5 separate regions of the Mus musculus genome follow, and regions 1, 2, 3 and 4 are each linked to region 5. The links are chromatin contacts, called in public promoter capture Hi-C maps. All regions are on one chromosome and are shown on one strand. The core of a region is the stretch at or near the end of the contact, and the rest is flanking DNA. Distances in the headings are between cores, read along the strand shown.

What was found. Promoter capture Hi-C pulls out the DNA fragments that hold promoters and counts their contacts.
Region 1: a promoter capture Hi-C map of pre-B cells shows a contact between it and region 5, with 6 times the contacts expected there. The contact joins the promoter of Sccpdh here to the promoter of Fbxo28 in region 5. A contact is called at or near these places in 2 of 39 promoter capture datasets (hippocampal neurons and pre-B cells).
Region 2: a promoter capture Hi-C map of liver shows a contact between it and region 5, with 4 times the contacts expected there. The contact joins the promoter of Mtarc2 here to the promoter of Fbxo28 in region 5.
Region 3: a promoter capture Hi-C map of hippocampal neurons shows a contact between it and region 5, with 4 times the contacts expected there. The contact joins the promoter of Iars2 here to the promoter of Fbxo28 in region 5. A contact is called at or near these places in 3 of 39 promoter capture datasets (cranial neural crest, hippocampal neurons and pre-B cells).
Region 4: a contact with region 5 is called in a promoter capture Hi-C map of pre-B cells, with 6 times the contacts expected there. The contact joins the promoter of Cnst here to the promoter of Fbxo28 in region 5. A contact is called at or near these places in 3 of 39 promoter capture datasets (liver, neutrophils and pre-B cells), 1 of 484 Hi-C or Micro-C datasets (pre-B cells) and 1 of 9 other capture datasets (adipose tissue).

The regions. Positions count from the first base shown.
Region 1 is chr1:179,666,913-179,670,100 of GRCm38.p6, forward strand. Sccpdh (saccharopine dehydrogenase (putative)) reads left to right here and starts at 1,319. Exons shown (of 12, transcript NM_178653.3): 1 at 1,319-1,633. The coding sequence starts at 1,444.
Region 2 is chr1:184,844,435-184,847,755 of GRCm38.p6, forward strand. Mtarc2 (mitochondrial amidoxime reducing component 2) reads right to left here and starts at 1,474. Exons shown (of 8, transcript NM_133684.4): 1 at 1,112-1,474. The coding sequence starts at 1,383. It overlaps Gm34451 (a long non-coding RNA gene), which reads left to right and starts at 1,413. Exons shown (of 2, transcript XR_865818.3): 1 at 1,413-1,803.
Region 3 is chr1:185,327,940-185,331,336 of GRCm38.p6, forward strand. Iars2 (isoleucine-tRNA synthetase 2, mitochondrial) reads right to left here and starts at 1,462. Exons shown (of 23, transcript NM_198653.3): 1 at 1,082-1,462. The coding sequence starts at 1,348. It also overlaps a transcript of Bpnt1 not described here.
Region 4 is chr1:179,545,039-179,548,538 of GRCm38.p6, forward strand. Cnst (consortin, connexin sorting protein) reads left to right here and starts at 1,491. Exons shown (of 11, transcript NM_146105.3): 1 at 1,491-1,578. Tfb2m (transcription factor B2, mitochondrial) reads right to left here and starts at 1,238. Exons shown (of 8, transcript NM_008249.5): 1 at 784-1,238. The coding sequence starts at 1,093.
Region 5 is chr1:182,339,830-182,343,400 of GRCm38.p6, forward strand. It overlaps Fbxo28 (F-box protein 28), which reads right to left and starts at 1,777. Exons shown (of 5, transcript NM_175127.2): 1 at 1,494-1,777. The coding sequence starts at 1,760.

The DNA.
Region 1 (3,188 bases), core at 69-2,568, 2.7 Mb before region 5:
TAGGAATCGAACCTGAGTTCTCTGGAAGAGCATCTAGTGTGCTTAACTGTGGAGCCATCTCTTCATTCCCCAAGAATTTCTTGATCGTGAGAGAAAACCAACTAGAGCATTAAAAACAAAACAAAACAAAACAACAACAACAAAAAACAGCAGGGGAAGCTGGTCCAGTGCTCAGGAGGCAGAGGCTGGTGGATCTGAGCTGGAGGCTGGCCTAGTCTACCAAGAGAGTCCCAGGACAGCCACCAGAGTTAACAAAGAGAAACACTGTCTCAAAAAAACAAAAGAAAAGGAGTGGGGTGGGAAGTGGGGTGGAAGGCTTGTAATTCAAAGACTCAGGAGACTGACACTGGAGGACCCAGATTCTGAGGCCACAGAGAAGCTGTCTGGAAACAAAAGCAACAACAAAACTTTAAGCAAGCTTAAGACAAAGGAAAACAAACAAACAAACAACGCTCAACAATAATCAGCAATTTGGGCAGCCCTGAAAACCAGAGCTGGGTCTAAGAAATCCAGAACGGAATTCAAGTCAAGTGATATTTACAGAAAAAAAAAAAAAAAATCACTAAGGCAAATGAGAGGCTTCATGGGATAGTGGTCATCTAAATACCCTGGCCTAGCTGCTGTACCCACCCCCATGGACATTCTGCTTTCTACAATAAGTCTCAACGAACACGATTAGGTTTGGTCTGTAGCAGCTCCGAGAATAGCTCAGTAGGCACAAGTGCTTACTGCTGATCCTGACATTTGATCCCTAGACTAGTTGTCCCCTGGCTCCTGTGGCACGGGCGTGTGCACAGACAAGACATACAGACGCATAAACAAACTTAAAAATAATTTAAAAAATTTTTTTAAAGGAAGCCTAGCCCAAAGCAATGGTCTCTGACACCATCAGAAAGGCTGGATGACAGACAGTCAGTCCAATGCTCTCAGCTCGGGTCACCAGCGTTCCTTATTGCTAATAAGCTTCTCCTCCGCCACCGACTTCCAAGCTCCAGTTCTCGGCGTGGGCGACCCCCCGGCCGTCTCTTTTCGCAATCCCCCCAGAGAAGCGGGAAGAACCGGCCCGCCCTGGTTCTGCTTCAGGGGAACCAAGAGGACGCGATGATTCGGGTGGCCAGATTGATGCGGGTAGCCGGGCGGCGGGCAGCAATGGGCCGTCGGCCGCTCCTGTCAGCCACCGAAGCGGACGTGCAGCCCGAGCCGGATGTGGCGGCGCGGCACCGGCCGGTGGCCCGGGATGCGGCGCAGCAGCTTGGTCGCGAGGAGGCGTGGGCGTGGCTGTGGGCGTGGCCCGCGCGTGGGCCGAAGGGAGCCGGGCGCTGTAGCCGCGCCGACGGCGGCCAGGACAGCGGCGGTTGCTGCGCCCGGTACTGGGGTCCCGGCCTGAGGCGCAGGCGCGGTGGACTCAGCCCGCCCCGGGCTGCAGCTCGCTGTGGACTCGTCATGGCGACGGAGCAGAGGCCTTTCCACCTGGTGGTGTTCGGCGCCTCTGGCTTCACCGGCCAGTTCGTGACGGAGGAGGTGGCCCGGGAGCAGATAGCCTCGGAGCAGAGCTCCCGCCTGCCCTGGGCCGTGGCGGGTCGCTCCAAGGAGAAGCTGCAGCAAGTGCTGGAGAAGGCTGCCCAGAAACTGGGTAACACGGCGGGGTCGCCGGGGTGGGCAGGGCCGGGCCGGGCTGGGCGCAGGTCGCCGAGGGGCGTCTCCCTAGCGTGCGCCTGCATCGAGCCCTGCGGGAGGACCGGACGCCTCGCCTGGCCGAGCCGGGCCGGGCCTTGTTCCGCTCCTAAATTAAAGGAAAAAAAGAAGAAAAGGCTTTTCTCTCCCTCCCAATTTGGGGATCTCCACTGTCGAGAGAGAGTTCAGAACTTCAGTGGCTCCTCTGTCCATCTCTGTTGTTCTGATGGGTTTGAAGGGTTCTTGTACTTGTGGGAAAGGGAAATAAGACACGGATTTCTTGGAGGTCCATTGTAGTTTGTCTCTTGGGGACAATTAAGAAAGCTGAGTTGTACTAGCAATATTATAGTGCACCTATTTTTGTGGCTTGGTGATACGGATTTAGCTCAGCACTTCTGAACGTGGTAAGCATATACACCGTGCTTCTGAGTTACCCCGCTAGCTGCTTGCTTTTTTGTGTGTGTGTGTTTTTCTGGTTTTCAGTTTGTGTTTTTGCTTGTCGAAATCCGCCTGCAGTTCTCACTTTAATTGCTTGAGGCAGTGTGGGCTGACCTGGACATACTGATGCCCTTGCCTCTTCGCACCCCCACCCTCCACTCCAGTCGTCTTATTCTTAATAAAAATGTGGGAATTTTTTTTTTCTTTTTAAGTTTTGGATGTTTACTTATTCTTTCAGCTTCTAGTCAACATGTTGATTGAGTAGTATTTTCCATGCTAGGCCTTGTCCTAAGTGTTGTGATGCACACATGGGAGTGAGGAGGGACACGTGGGTGCTCTTGCGTGTACACACACACACACACACACACACCCAACCTTTTTGCTTTGGGGAAGCACCCGACTTAGAACCCCATAGCCTTGGAGTTTGGCAACTAAATCTCCACCCAGGACAAGTCATACTTGTTCTTCATTCTTTCTATTCAGTTTTATGGTTCCACACTGAGCCTTGTCAGGGCAAGGGAACACAGCCTTTTGTTTTGTGCTGCCATTGCTAACACACAGAACCTTGACAGAGAAGTTTTGGACATTTATTGTTTTCTGGAAAACAGGCCATTATTAAAATACATTGTTCCTTTTATTTTCCCTCAGTGAGAGTATAGCAGTGGTTCTCAGAGACCTGTGGATTGCAGACCCCTTGAAGGTCGAATGACTGTTTCATAGGGGTTGTCTAAGATCATCGGAAAACACAGATGCTTAGATTATGATTGACAACAGTAACAAAATTACAGCTATACATTAGTAACGAAAATAATTTTTATGGTTGGGGTCACTACAACATGAGGAACTGGATTAAAGGGTCACAGCACTAGGAAGGCAGAGAACCACTGCTGTATAATTATAACCTAATTCCTTACCATCTACATTGCCCAAATTAGGCAGCTTTGCAGAGAGTGCCTTAATCAGTGGAGACTTGCATGGCTCTATTGGGTCAATTAGTTCCAGTTATTTCCTTATAAGCTTGGATGATTTTATATAGGCTGGACTACTTAAAAATGAAATCACGGGTCTGGCGAGGT
Region 2 (3,321 bases), core at 224-2,723, 2.5 Mb after region 5:
CCTTGAACCCAAATCTACAGCTTCCCTGGAAGTGACCTTGAACTTCTGATCCTCCTGTGTGGAAATGACTGGCATGTGCCACCATGCCTCCCTTGGATGCTGGAGGATAAAATTCAGGGCTTCACGAACCCTTGGCAAACACTCTCTCCTACCAACGGAGCTATATCCCCAGGCCCTCAGTAAATGATAATTTAAACCCAAACCTCCCAGCATTGCAAACATAGGCCGCCAATGAGGAATGGAAAATCCATGAGCGGAATTCCTGATCTATAAATTTATTCTGTAGCAGAACTAAACTCTTTTTTTTTATTCTAACCTCCTTTATTATTATTTCATACCCGTTTGTGACTAGCTCTCTATCGCCATCTACCACAACCCCTCCCTCGCCCCACCCCCGGCAAACCGTGTAATTCTGCTCCTTACTCGTTCAAGTGGTCACCAGAACTAGAGGGAAGGCCCGATGTTCTTGAAAACGCTCAGCCAATGGCATTTTATATTTCTAGTGTCCTACAGTTAGGAGAGCTGTACGGACAGCTGACAGGGGAGTCTCCCCCCCCCCCCCCACCCCCCAGGGTTCCAGGAATGCTCCAACTCAGTTTTCCAAAACTACTTTAGCCAGAAGCACGGGCTTCGCAGCTAAAGGATCAAAGCTCGACAGCCCAGAGAATTCAGGCAACAAGCCTCAGTTCTGTGAAGCCGAAAGGGGTGGGGGCCGAAATCCAGGCGCTCTGTTTCGCTTTAGAGTAAATTTGCATGTGGTAAAACTAAAATTCTCCTCCCGGAAGGTCTCCCCACAGACATATTTGGGCTTGCAAACTTAGATTTCAACTTGAACACGCTCGTCAATGTGCACCGTGCTGTAACTGCTGTCATCTCTTTCCCATATGTGTGTTTCCCAGAAGCAACAAACCCTTACTTTCTAGGTTTGGGGAGAACACAGCTTGCAGTACGGAACTCCTCTCTCGACTTGCTCCAGGCTCAGGCTCACAAAGTTTGCACTCACCGAGGGGCGCCTGGTTCCAGGTCTCACACTTCCGAGCAAGGATAGGCAAGGCCCCACCTCCCTCGCCCCGGCCCATTCGCGCCCGGTGCAGTGCGGGGCTCGGCGTACCTGTCGCGCACTTTGCCACAGCGCAGCCCCATGTCCGTGCACTCGGTCTCACACACCGACACCCCCTTGCAGGACTTGATCGGGTAGATCCAAACCTTCGACACCGTGCCCACCTGCTGCAGCTGCCGGCGCCGCCGGGGACGCGTGCGACGCCAAGCTACGGTCCCCAGCGCCACCGCAGCCAGCCCCAGCGCGGCGACGCCGAGCCAGGTGGACCGCGGCTGCCCAGGGAGGCCGAGGCGAGCCAGAGCCGTAGAGCTGGAGGAACCCATGTTACACTATCCCGGGCAGGCCTGGGCTACTGGGCCGCGGTGTCGAGGCGGGGCTTAAGGCTCCGGGAGTGTGGGAGGAGCCAGGGTTGGCGCAGCCGCACTGCCTGTCAAACTTATGCTGCTCACGTCCAGATCAGTGTCGGCGGAGCCTGGCCCACGCCCATCGCGGGTGACAGCGTGGGGTGGTCACTTTCATTTTACTTTGTCTCTGTCCGCCTTTAAAGTGATCCCTCCCCCCATGACTCTTCAACCTGCTACACTCATTAACCCTTTTGCTTCTAAAAGGAGCACACTCAATTGTGCAAGAAGCTGCTGCACTGAAATGAAGCAGAATGGAGGAATGTTTCCTGGGGACAACTTTGGGATAGGTCTCCCGAAGATCGCGCAACTCTCTGGAACGCTCGGCTTCCATCTCTGCAGGTAGAGACAAAACTACTGGCGCGGCTTCTGGCAGCGTGACCTGAGGTTACAGGTACACCAGCCAATTAAGACAGCGCAAGGAAGGGAAAGGCTGCCAGAGCTTACCACTTGCTGAGGTCCGAATAGAGGACTCTGGTCGACTTTTCTCAGACAACGATCTAAACGGAATCCAAATGTCAGGCTTTGGCTAAGAGATAGCCCCAAGTTCAAGATCACGGTGGGCTATTGATGGCCAGGACCTGTCTCAGAAGCATCAATGATTAACTCATCAGTTGAAAGCCGCTCAACCCATAAAGGTCCTGGCTGCCAACACTGACATCTCGAATTCAGTCCCTGGGAGCCATGTGATAGAAGGGAGGGAACCATTTCTTGAACAAACAGAGAGAGTGGGAGGGAGAAGGAGAGGGGGACTGGGAAGGGGAGGGGAAGACTGAGACAAGAGACACGAGAGAGGAGAGGGTGGGAGGTGTACATGGAGAGACAGAAAGAGGAGACAGGGGGAGAATAAACGCTAAATAAATAAATGGCGAAATGACTCAGTGGTTAAGAGCACCCAGATGGACTCCCAGTACTTACATAGCAGATCGTATCTGTCTGCAATTCCAGTGCCAAGAGACCCCCACTCTCTCTGCCCCCTGCAGACCCCCACTCTCTCTGCCCCCTGCAGACCCCCACTCTCTCTGCCCCCCGCAGATAGCTGGAACACAGGTGGTACTCAGGCATACATGCGGGCAAAAACATCCACATACTTAAAATAAAAATAAAAATTTTAAAATAGCCAAGGGCTTAGAATGTTGAATTCTGCTGCGTGGACAGTCACCAGAGACGACAGACTTCTGCATGGGAGGAAAGACAGGACAGAGCCCCAACCTCTGTAACTGGCAGAGCAAGTGTGTTTGCTTCTGATAGGTGACACAGACTGAGAGAGCCTACCCATGTAGCACGTGTTCCCCCCCCCCTTCTCTGCCCCTTCACTTTCCCTCTGAAAAGCTCAATGCCTACTAGATCTGAGCTCATCCCCACTACAGACACACACTCTGTCAATAGTTACTTGATGGATAAAACCCAGGCTTCACAGTTTAACTGATGTCTGCCATTATTTTGTAAAAATTTCATTCAAGCAGACTACTGGGATAAGAACAGACTTTCTTACATAGGATGGGAGTTGGTTTATTTTTCAAAGGATGGTTCTTTGCATCAAGACATAATCTGTCCAAGGCCTCTTGAGGAGGCCAATCTGTTGTCCCCTCCAAAGTAGGACTAAGCCACCTGCTGGAGAAGAGGTTTTTTTTTTAAGAAAAACATTTGCTTAAACCAGTGTGTGTGCACATGTGTGTGTGCACATGTGTGTGTGTGTGTAGCCACATTTCCACTTACATCTTCATGCATTAGCATCTCATAAGCATCTTAAATCTCTTCCCAGGAGTATGTGTTATATAGTATTATAATGACCTATATATGGGTTACCTACAAATTCTAGAGCACTGGTTCTCAACCGTCCTAATGCTGAGACCCTTA
Region 3 (3,397 bases), core at 212-2,711, 3.0 Mb after region 5:
TTTATTTATATAAGTACACTGTAGCTGTCTTCAGACACACCAGAAGAGGGCATCAGATCCCATTACAGATGGTTGTGAGCCACCACGTGGTTGCTGGGATTTGAACTCAGGACCTCTGGAAGAGCAATCAGTGCTCTTAACCACTGAGCCATCTCTCCAGCCCTTCAGTAGTCTTCAAAAATCCCAACAATTCTTCAGACTAAAGTGTAAACGTTTATGTGGCATGGTGGCTCTAAATTCTTAGCAAGTCTCTCAGTATTCACTACCTCAATACAGACCTGCTGAAAAACCTGTCTATTCCCAGTCCACTCTGCCACCCAAAACACACTGGTAATTTATTCTTTCAATTCTTTGGCCTCAATAATTCCCTAAATCCAAAGAATATTCAGGCTAACGCTATTCACTTAAGCAGTATTCCTGATTATCAGAAATATCTTAAATACTCTAGTGTGCAGACACTAACGAATGAATCTCAGACGTTAGCAAATTCAGTATGACATAGGAGACAGATACCGACGACACAGGGGACCCAGAAAAGGGCCGCTACTTTGTCCTTCAAAGAAATCATGATTCCTGTGAAAAACCTAAACATGTGACTAAGGTGGGGTTCAACCTCCCTTCTTTGGTAATACTTTTATAATGTTTTAAGTTTAGTTTTAAGTTTCTCTTTGATTATTCGTGTGTGGTGCACGCGAGCGCGGGTGCCTGCAGACAGAGGTCAGGCATCGGATCTTCTGGAGTTGGAGTTACAGGTGGTTGTGAACTGCCAGACTTGTGTGCTGGAAACGGAACGCGGATCCTCCGCAAGGGTGGCAAGCGCTCTTAGGCGCCGAGCTACCTCTCCAGCCCACTCCTGAAGTTTCATTTACACATGCTCACGCTGGCTACTTTCTGACAAGTGACAAAGGGAAAAGTGTGCAAAGCCGACTCGCTGGGAGCGGAAATCGGAAGGTGCTCGGTGCGGCTCCGGGCTTCACTTTGGAACCCGGCCCGCTGGGCGCTCGCCGGGGAAGCCGCGCGGCCTGCAGGGTTCCCGCAGAGCTGGCCCGCCCCGCCCTGCTCGGGTGGCCGCGTCCGGTACCTGCTGGATCTCCAGCTCCATGTCGGACTGCTGGCGGCCCAGCAGCTTCATCGGGAAGCTGGTCTGCGGCAGCAGCACCGTGTCACGGTATCTGCCGCCTTTCGAGCTGCTCTGGGGGCTGTCCGCCCCGGCCACGGATCGTACCACGAGCCTCCTCGTCATCCCCAGACACCCTAGGCGGCTGGGCAAACGGGCTGGCCCCCAGAAGCTCCCAGCCGCGGCGACCGCCGCCGCCCCGGGCCCGCGAGGGCACAGCCCCCAGTGCATGGTGGACGAGCCGGGCGGAGCCCTCCGCACACGGCCCACGGCAGCCGCCCGGTACCTAAAGGTAGAGACCCTTGAAGAGCTCGGCGGCGAGGAACTGCGCACGCGCTCCGGGGCGGAAGGGGCGGGGCAAGAGCAAGGGCGGGGTTTTCCGGCTTGGAAGTCTGTATCTCTACAGGTCTTTCATGAGGTCTAGTAGGGGTAGAGAGAGGTGTTTACTATCACTCGGCTTTCCCCAATCAGATACATTTAATTAACTTGTCCAGGGTCATAAACAAAAGTAGCAAAGCTAAAGCCGTGCAGTGGTGGTGCAGGGGATTAGTCCCAGCACATGGTGGCAGAGCCAGTCGGGTCTCCAAGTTCGAGGCTAGCCTGGTCTACAGAATGAGCTCCGCAGGACAGCCAGGGCTACACGGGTTTACAACTGTAATTTTGCCATTTTTGTGCCACACTTTAACAAAAATGTATAGAAAGTGACTACAAACAAGATAAAGGAAGGGGGGAAAGGTAAGCACAGGCAATTCATAAAAAAAATATAGCCAATGAATGCAAAACTATGCTCACCTTTGGGAGTCAGGATGACACAGAGCCATCTAATAGATTAGAACAAGCATGAAGTTTGGTAGCAAGTATCGAGAGAGTGGAAACGTGGACTGCCAGAGGTAGTATACAGCCTGTTTTGCCTTCTCATTTCCGTGTGTGTGTGTGTGCATATTTGCATGTGTGGGCATGCATCTATGTGTGCATGTGGAAGTCCTAGGTTGATGGTGGGAATCATCTTCCATGCCTCTTTCACCTCATTCAAGGAGTTAGGGTCTCTCAGAAACAAAGAGCTGGCCCATATGGTTAGTCTTTCTAAGCAGCTGGCTCGGGGGATGCGGGCCTTCCCCCGCACCTGGAATTATACACGGTGTTTAAGCGTTTTTGTGAATTCTCCTGTTTGTACCACCATCTCCCCTGCTCTGTAGTAAATGACAGCATTTACAATACCGTTCTCTGAACTGTAGTTTCCCATTTGAGAACCTGACTGACAGCTGTCATCTCACAGCAGCATGAAGAAAACATTACCACCAAACTCTCCAGAACAACTAGCTGTATTCAATCAACTAGGCTGTTTTCTGGGAAACCCTATGAGAAGATATGTAGCTGGTCTGAGCTACTTTGTGGATTCTTTTCCCATGCTTTATTCTCCCAGTTTCATCCTCTACCTCTAGATAGGAGAAGAACAATGATAGAGGAGAGAAAAAGAGATACAGACCCCAATCTTATTTTCTCTGTGAGCACAACTATGCCACCCTGTCTCCACTCTTTAGCATTTATATACCATCTGAAAAGTTGATTTCAAATATCATACAATCACAGAAATTATCCACAGGTAGCAAAACCACGCCTCTGCTAGGGCAAGAGGCAAATCAGAGTCAGCAGCCGCTGTCATAGTTGGATGGTCTGAAGCAGCCCCATATCCCCGCATCTGGGATTCAAGCAAAAACATTTGTTTGTCTGTTTTTTTAAAAACAAACAAAAACAAAAAAAACAAAACTCCAGAATTCTCCCTACAAAGATACTGTGAGCTCATGAAAGAGGCATACTTCCCAGAGTGCCGGTGGACTCTGCATCTCAGTGGCTAAGCTAAATCCATGAGAGAGAATGTATCTGTCCGTATTTATGGCAATTGTTACGCCGTTACAATGTAACTACAAAAACTAATGTATGGACTGTTAAGTTTTTTGTTTTGTTTTGTTTTGTTTTGTTTTGTTTTTTGATTTATTTATGTGTATGAGTCTTTGCCTGGGTGTATTTATGTGCACCATTTGTGTGTCTGGTACCAGAGGAGGTCAGAAGAGGTTGTGGAGCACCATGGAACTAGAGGTTTGGATAGTTGTGAGCCTGTGCTGGGAACCAAACCCCAGTGCTCTGGAAGAACGTGTGCTCCAAACTGCCTGCTGAGCCATCCCACCAGCATCCAGTGTACGGCTTTAGAGGGTGTGTGTTGTAGACATTTTTACCACACCTGAAAGGTATGTCTAAATACAGAGTAAATGAAATAAACTA
Region 4 (3,500 bases), core at 241-2,740, 2.8 Mb before region 5:
ATTCTGTCTCTCCATTTCTATCTGTCTGTCTGTCTGTCTGTCTGTCTCTCTCTCTCTCTCTCTCTCTGTGTGTGTGTGTGTGTGTCTTTCTCTTCCTCTATTTTTAAGACAGGATCTCACTGTGTAGCTCTGGCTGTCCTGGAATTCACTCTGTAGACCTCGATGGCCTCCAACTCACAGATCAGTCTGCCTCTTGCTGGGATTAAAGGTGTGTGCCATTGCATCCGGCCACAGTCACTTTCAAAGTCGACTTTACACAAGCTTCAACGACACAATGTTTCCAGATAACATTCTTTTTGCATATAGAAAACTATGATTAGGCAGTTACCTTGAACCCACAACATCTCAACAGGTAAGCTGTACAGCCTTCTGTCTGTCAGTGACAGCAACACTTACTGTCCTAACAAATGTCACTATTTCCTAGAAGAAAAACAAGTATATAAGATAGTATGTAAGATTGCGACTACCTCTTACTCACGGACTATTTGAATGTTTAGCCATAAAAATTACTGTCAAGTCTAAACGAAATGACTGTCAGTAAGAAGTGATGCTTAAGAAAGAAAAAAATACAATTCAGGGTCAATGAGAACGCTCAGAGGGCAATGGCGGTTGGCGTAAAGCCTGAACACTTCGTTTCAATCATTGAGATCACAAGTGTAGGGCGAGAACTGACTCTCGCTAAGTCGTCTTCTGACCTAAACACGCGCGCATACACAATAAACAAACACTAATTTAGGATATTGGGCACGTAAACGCTAAGGGCAAAGCTTCTGTTCAACTCACCTGGATTGCACTCTAGTATAATTTGACGGGATGGGTTTTGGTGCTCCAGCAGGTCCCGTACCAGGTTCCTGGCCGCTTTCTTACATGCTATGTGACGCGTAGGCTCCGATCGATTCCTGGATGTCCACGGGGACGACTCCTCCAAATCAGAATCAGGCAACGGCTCTATATTGAAGTCAGAGAAGCCGCGGCGGTTCCTCGTTTGCCAGTCCTTCCGCGTCGCCGCTCCGGACCCTAGAATGCAAGATGGGCCGCGGGCCAACGCTGACAGCGCGATCCGCGGGGGAAGCCGCATCGCCGGTCCCCTCATCCTCCTCTAAAGTCCACCTCAAACACCAGTTAAGGTAGCCTCTGCGAAGAACGCAGAGCACCCCATCACACGTGCACACATTTCACCACCACACTAGGCCGGGCGGAAGTAAACATTACGAATGGCGCATGCGAACGACCTAGCCTCAGTCCTTTGCTCACTCGCTTCCGCTTCCGCCTAGGCTCCGCCCCCAGGCTCCTGTGCGTGGACTCTCCGGGTGTGTCCGTGCTGGAACTCTATGGTCGCCCGCCCTCCGCACTTCCTCTCTAGCCGCGGTCTCGCACTCTATGCTCCTCGGTCCGGCCGCCAGCCGGGAGGGTTGCGCAGAGGGAGGCGGGGCGGGAAGGCTAGAGGTGTCCGATCCTCCAGTGCCGCGGGAGACCCGAGCCGGCGGTGTGACAGCTCGTCGGCCGCCATGTCAGCGCGCGGGGCTGGAAACAGACCCGGCGCCCGGCGGTAGCCCTTGCATTGCCTCGGATGCCCAGGTAAGACCAGCAGCCCGGCTGCAGGGGATCAGCCGGCTGGCGGCGACCGCCGAGCTGTGGGGAGTCGCTGGCTCCTCCCCGGGCGCTGTCCTCCCCGGAGTTGCAGCGGGTCCCTCTCGCATCCGCCCCCTCTCGGATCTCCTGTTTTCCCCGCTTTTCTGCGGGTACGCGGTTGTCGCGCGTCGCGCCAATTTCTCCGCGCGCGCTCCCCTCCCCGGGGACCCGGCAGCTTCTACTCCGCGTCGGTGTCTCTGTTCGGTGGCCCGTCGCCTGTGCCAGCTTCCCTGCGGGTAGCTTTTATTTGCCCCCATATACCTTCTTTCCCCTCCACAGCTACCTCTTTGGTTGTCAGGAACCGCCGAGTGCCTCCCTTCTTTCCCTCCCTGTGGGCCAAGATTTACCTTTTCTTTTTAATATGCATGTTTGCAAGACTGAAATTTCAGGCTGAAAAATTTTAATATTTGAAAGCTTAAAATTCCTTCCCATGTTTAAAAGGATTAAAGCCTTAGGAAGCTTCCTTATTCTCTGTGTAAACTTAGTTAAGCACATTGTACCGTAGAATGCAATTTAAAAGGCCGATTGCAAAGACTAAAAATAGGATACTCTAATGGGAATTTTGGCAGTGTTAGAAGATCCTTTTCTTTGAGAGTGATTTCGGTGTTTGGGGATCGTACTCAAAGCTTTGCCCATTATCCCTTCCATCAAGGCTGGAAGCTGCGGCCAATCAACTTCTTAGTTTAAAATATGTACAATCCTTTCTGCTTACTCTGCTGGCAGCATAATTGAGCTTGGCATATAAATGCACAAGGAAAGAGTTTCTCAGGAATGTGTCACCTGCCAAGTAGCCTCAAGATTGCCCTTAGCTAATGAAACTCTAGGGCGGAAAGAATTGACACCTGAAGATGGCCTTTTTTGCATGGTAAGTTAGTACACTGCAGAAGCTATTAACTGTTGTTCACTGATCTTGATTTTGTTAAGTTTTTGTTTTGTTTTTTAACATCCTTTCTTTATTGAAATTATTCTTCCCAGGCATGGTGGTAAAAGTCTGTGCTCCTGGCATTCAGGAGGCTGATTACCCACCAGTTGGAGGCCAGCCTGGGATGCATAGAGTTCAGGGCTAGTTTAGGATATAGTGAAACCATGTCTCAGGAAAAGAAAAAAAGCAAAGGTGACCCCCCCCCATTGGCATTTTGATAAACTCAGAAGGATTCTAGACTTGCACCCCTCCCCAGAGCTATATTTTAACAATTGAATATGGCAGAATGATTTTTATAATTTTTATTAATTAAATAATTAATTAACTTTACCTCACGATCCTTGCCTCCCCTGCCTCCTCTCCTCCCAGTCCCTCCCTCAGAATGATTTTTAAAAAATATCAGAGCAATAACAAAATTTACTTACCCAGTATATTCTTGAGTTTTTCATTTTTAAAATAAGCCTCTTAAGGCAAGGGGATTGTAGCTCAGTGGTAGACCACTTCGCACGTATAAGGCCCTGAATTCCAGACCTAGCACCATTTTTAAAAATTTCACAATGCCTGTGGACCACAGCCTACTCAGTCCAAGGAAACTTGGGGCAGGGTTTATTTTCCTTTTGAGTGGTTGGCGTTAGGAAAGTTATATTTATCATTGTCCTTCTTTGTTAGGGGTCAAAGCCTGGGCTTTGCACACGCGCTGGGCGAGTGCTCTGCCCTGGAGCTACCTCCCCAGCTCCCTGTTTCTGTTTGTGTATGTGGTATGCATGTGTGTGCCTGTGTAGTGTGATGTCACGTGACTGTCACTGTCCACTGTTTTGTTGAGACATGTTCTGTTCCTGACCCTGGAGCTCAGATCCTGCTGGGCTGGCTGTCCGTCAGTGTCCACGGCTCCGTCTGCCTCCATCCTCCACGCACTCAGGTTATGGGTGTGGGTCTTTGGGGATCA
Region 5 (3,571 bases), core at 527-3,026:
ATGAATGAAAAGAAGGAAAAACGACCAACAAACCAATAAAACCCCGTTTTTCTCAACACTTAACAACAACAACAAAAAACCTGTGAACATTCCAAGCTTTTCAAAGCCATTGTCTGGCTGGCTGGCTGAATTCAATCAAATGTTATGCCCAATTGCCAAACGCAATTGTATATACAGCATACATTTTGGTCAAGTACCAAGCTTTATAAAATATAAAGGAAATATTTACCACTCTACACGAAATCCTAGGATGATGCTTTGAAAATCTAGGACAACTGTATTCTGAAATACCTACTCTAAACAGAAGAAATTTTCCATTCCACAGAGTGTGGGGAAACACACACAAAACCTGCCCCGGAGTTTGAATGAATGACTGCAAGCTGTTTTTAAAGATGATTTCCTTTGAAACACAATACTGGTCAATTTAGAGATGGAAGAATAGGGCTAAAATATGGCATAGCGATGAATAAGTAACCGCCACACACAGCACATTCAGAAAGATGTCTTTGTCCTTTTATCAACAATCCCGAGCACATTTAAGTGACTACATCAAACCAGCTCACAACCACTTCAAAATGTCCACCTCCTCCAATTTCCTAACCACCTAAGGGGAAATACCCCGGTAGGAAGTGAGATATCTTCCTGAACCAAGTAATTCATCAAATCTTCGGTCAAACCTCAGGGATGTAGTAAAATTCCAATGGCAATTTTTTTTCTTTTTAAATTTTGGCTAGGACAATGTGTTATTTTTAGGGTATAATAAGTAAACCACTCCGACTGCAGGAGGGTGGGCTTGAAGCACATTTGAAAAAAAAAAGCAAACAAGCGGGAGGGGGTAATAGCTTGACAAGGGGACAAGTTGCTTCGCTATAGTAAGGAGTGTCAGGGAGGCAAAGCCAGTCAGGTCATCATCTCCCAGGGCTCTACTTTAGTGAGCAACTAAGGCTCTGGGGTTTTAAACGCACAACACAACTGCAATCTTAGAACCGCAACTGGGGCTCAAGGGGGAGCGGGGGGGGGTGGGGGGGGGACAGCCAAACCCCCTTCATCCTTTTCAAGCAGAAAGCCTGGGTTGGAGGGACAATACACACTATTCTTGCAACACAACCCAAGCCTGGCTGGGATCCTCTGCCCACTTGGGAGTGAACTCCAGAGCCCGAGCGGGCAGTCGAGGCAGGCGCCTGCCCCTTCGGGAGTCCCTGTCGCCGGTCCAGCCGGGCGGAGGGCACCAAGCCCCGCTCCGTTACTTCTCGCAGGCGGGCGCGTCCCGGGCTAGGGGCGAGGAGACCCTCGGGGCGGGGCGAGGCGCAGAGCGGAGCCTCGCCCGCCCGGCGGTCGCGATGCCAGCGCGGCAGCAGCAAGCACCCCGCCGGCCGTCGCCAGCGCCACTTCCCGGCTGCCGGGGACGCGCGCGCTCCGTGTCCCGAGCCGGCGGGGCTCCCTCCCCAGGAACGCGCCGCCCTCGCCGGTCCTCCCCAGGCCTCGGCCCTCACCAGGCGGAGCTGGCTAATTTCGTCGTAGGACATAAAGCTGAGGATGTTCTCGATGGCTACGATGGGCAGCGCCACCAGTGTGTTGTTTTGGGGCAGGTGGTCCGGTGCCAGCGCGGGCGCGGCGGGTGCCTGGGACCCGGGCGGCGGGGCCTGCGACGGGGGCGCCGGGGGCTGTCGCTGAGCGGAGCCGGCAGCCGAACAGGAGCCGCCGTCGCCGTGGCCGCCGCCTCCTTCCTCAGCCATCCGCTCCTCAGACGCCGCCGCCATCTTGGGAGTTTGATTCCTTCCTCCAATGTAAGGGGATCGGGACACTTCCTGTGCGTCACTTCCTCCTCCTGGGGGGGGGGGAGCTTAAGGAGAGGGAGGAGCTCGTGGGATGACAGCTGGAAAGAGAGGCGAGCTTTCGGTGCGTCCATCGGAAAGGAGGGAAGATAGTGCACACTTCAAGAGAGGTGGTCGTTGTAGCTCTTTAAAATCGGAGACTGCCTTGTTAGAGTGGAAACGAGCAAGGATTCCGCAAACCCTAAGAAAGGCGGTCGTCATAGTCCCTTTCATCTGATAAAAGGAACGACAATGGAGCAGTTTTCTTTAAAAGCAACTCGCCAAAGGATGATAAAAACCATATCACCTTCATAAGTTTAGACGGAAATTTGTATTTAGATCAGCATCTCCCAAGAGTCACAGTGATAATTGCAGCATATAAAAAGGAATAAAACACCGCTAGTTTAAAACTACAAGACAACAGGTAAACCCTGAAAGCACATTAATGAAATAAAAACACAGAGTCACACACCATACGACTACTTTTATGTGAAATGCCCTATGTAGGCAGGTCCATAGAGTCAGGGGCGAGAGAGAGAGAGAGAGAGAGAGAGCACAAGCGAGCTTACAACACTTGGTGCACTTCCAGAAGACCCGAGTTTGGTTTCCAGCACTAACACTGGCCTTTGGTTTCCAGCACCAACACTGGCCTTTGGTTTCCAGCACCAACAACTGGCTGGTTTACAACTGCTTAACTGAAACAGAGTGGATTCGTGGTTGGTGGAAGTTGGGAATAAGGGAAGTGTGGAAGACAACAGACAGTTAATGGGTGCATTGTTTCTCACTGGAGGAATAGCCAGTGCTCTTAACCTCTAAGCCATCTCTCCAGTACCTGAATTGTGTGCTTAAAAAAAAAAAAAAAAAAAAGACTTTTATTCTCTGTGAATCAATTTAGGTGAGAACCAATGAAAAGATGCTAAAACCAGAAGACAAGCCTGTGGTAAGGTGTAGCACGTAGTCTCAAAATAACCCACTTCTCATGTAATGCATTAATCACAAAATAAGAAAGGTATGATACAGAAATTCAGGGAACAGGCTTATAATCACATGATTAGGAGTACCACCACAAGTTGTGGGAGGAAAGATCATCACGTGCCTCTTACTAGGACGCCCCATAGGTGACCCAGCATAATGTAGTATTATTTCATGCATAAAAATACACACTCTGCATCTGAAGTAAACAAAGTCAGGTTGGACTTGGTGGTGGTTTGGGTAAGATTGTTTCCTACAAGTTCAGATATTTGAACACTCAGTTCTGAGTTGGCCTTGCGCTTTGGGGTTTCTTTGGGAGGTGGGGCCTAGCTGAAGGAGGCGTGTCACTAGTAGACAGTGATTGCTTATAGTCCCACTCAACTTCCAGTTTGCTCTCTGGTGGTTTGTGCTGGAGGGTGAAGATGTGGTCTCTCAGCTTCCAGCTCCTCCCGCCATGCTTGCCACTTCATGCTGTGTCTCCTCGCCATGATGGACTCTTTCTTCTGTAACTTGCCTTCGTCCTGGTATTTTATCACGGTGACAGAAAAGTGACTAACGTACAGACTTGAACCTGTACTGATTCTGTCTTTGACTCCCATGATTCCAGTTCTTAGGTTTCATCCAGGATAACCAAAGTTCCGGTGCATGAGCCGTCTCGAGCACATTCAAACCACACGCACATCACAGAGGGCTGGTTAGTATTCAATATGTATTTTATGTCTAACTGTTTTCCAGACGTTTGCATATTCATAATGCGTTGATTTTCTCCCTACTAATAGACTGTA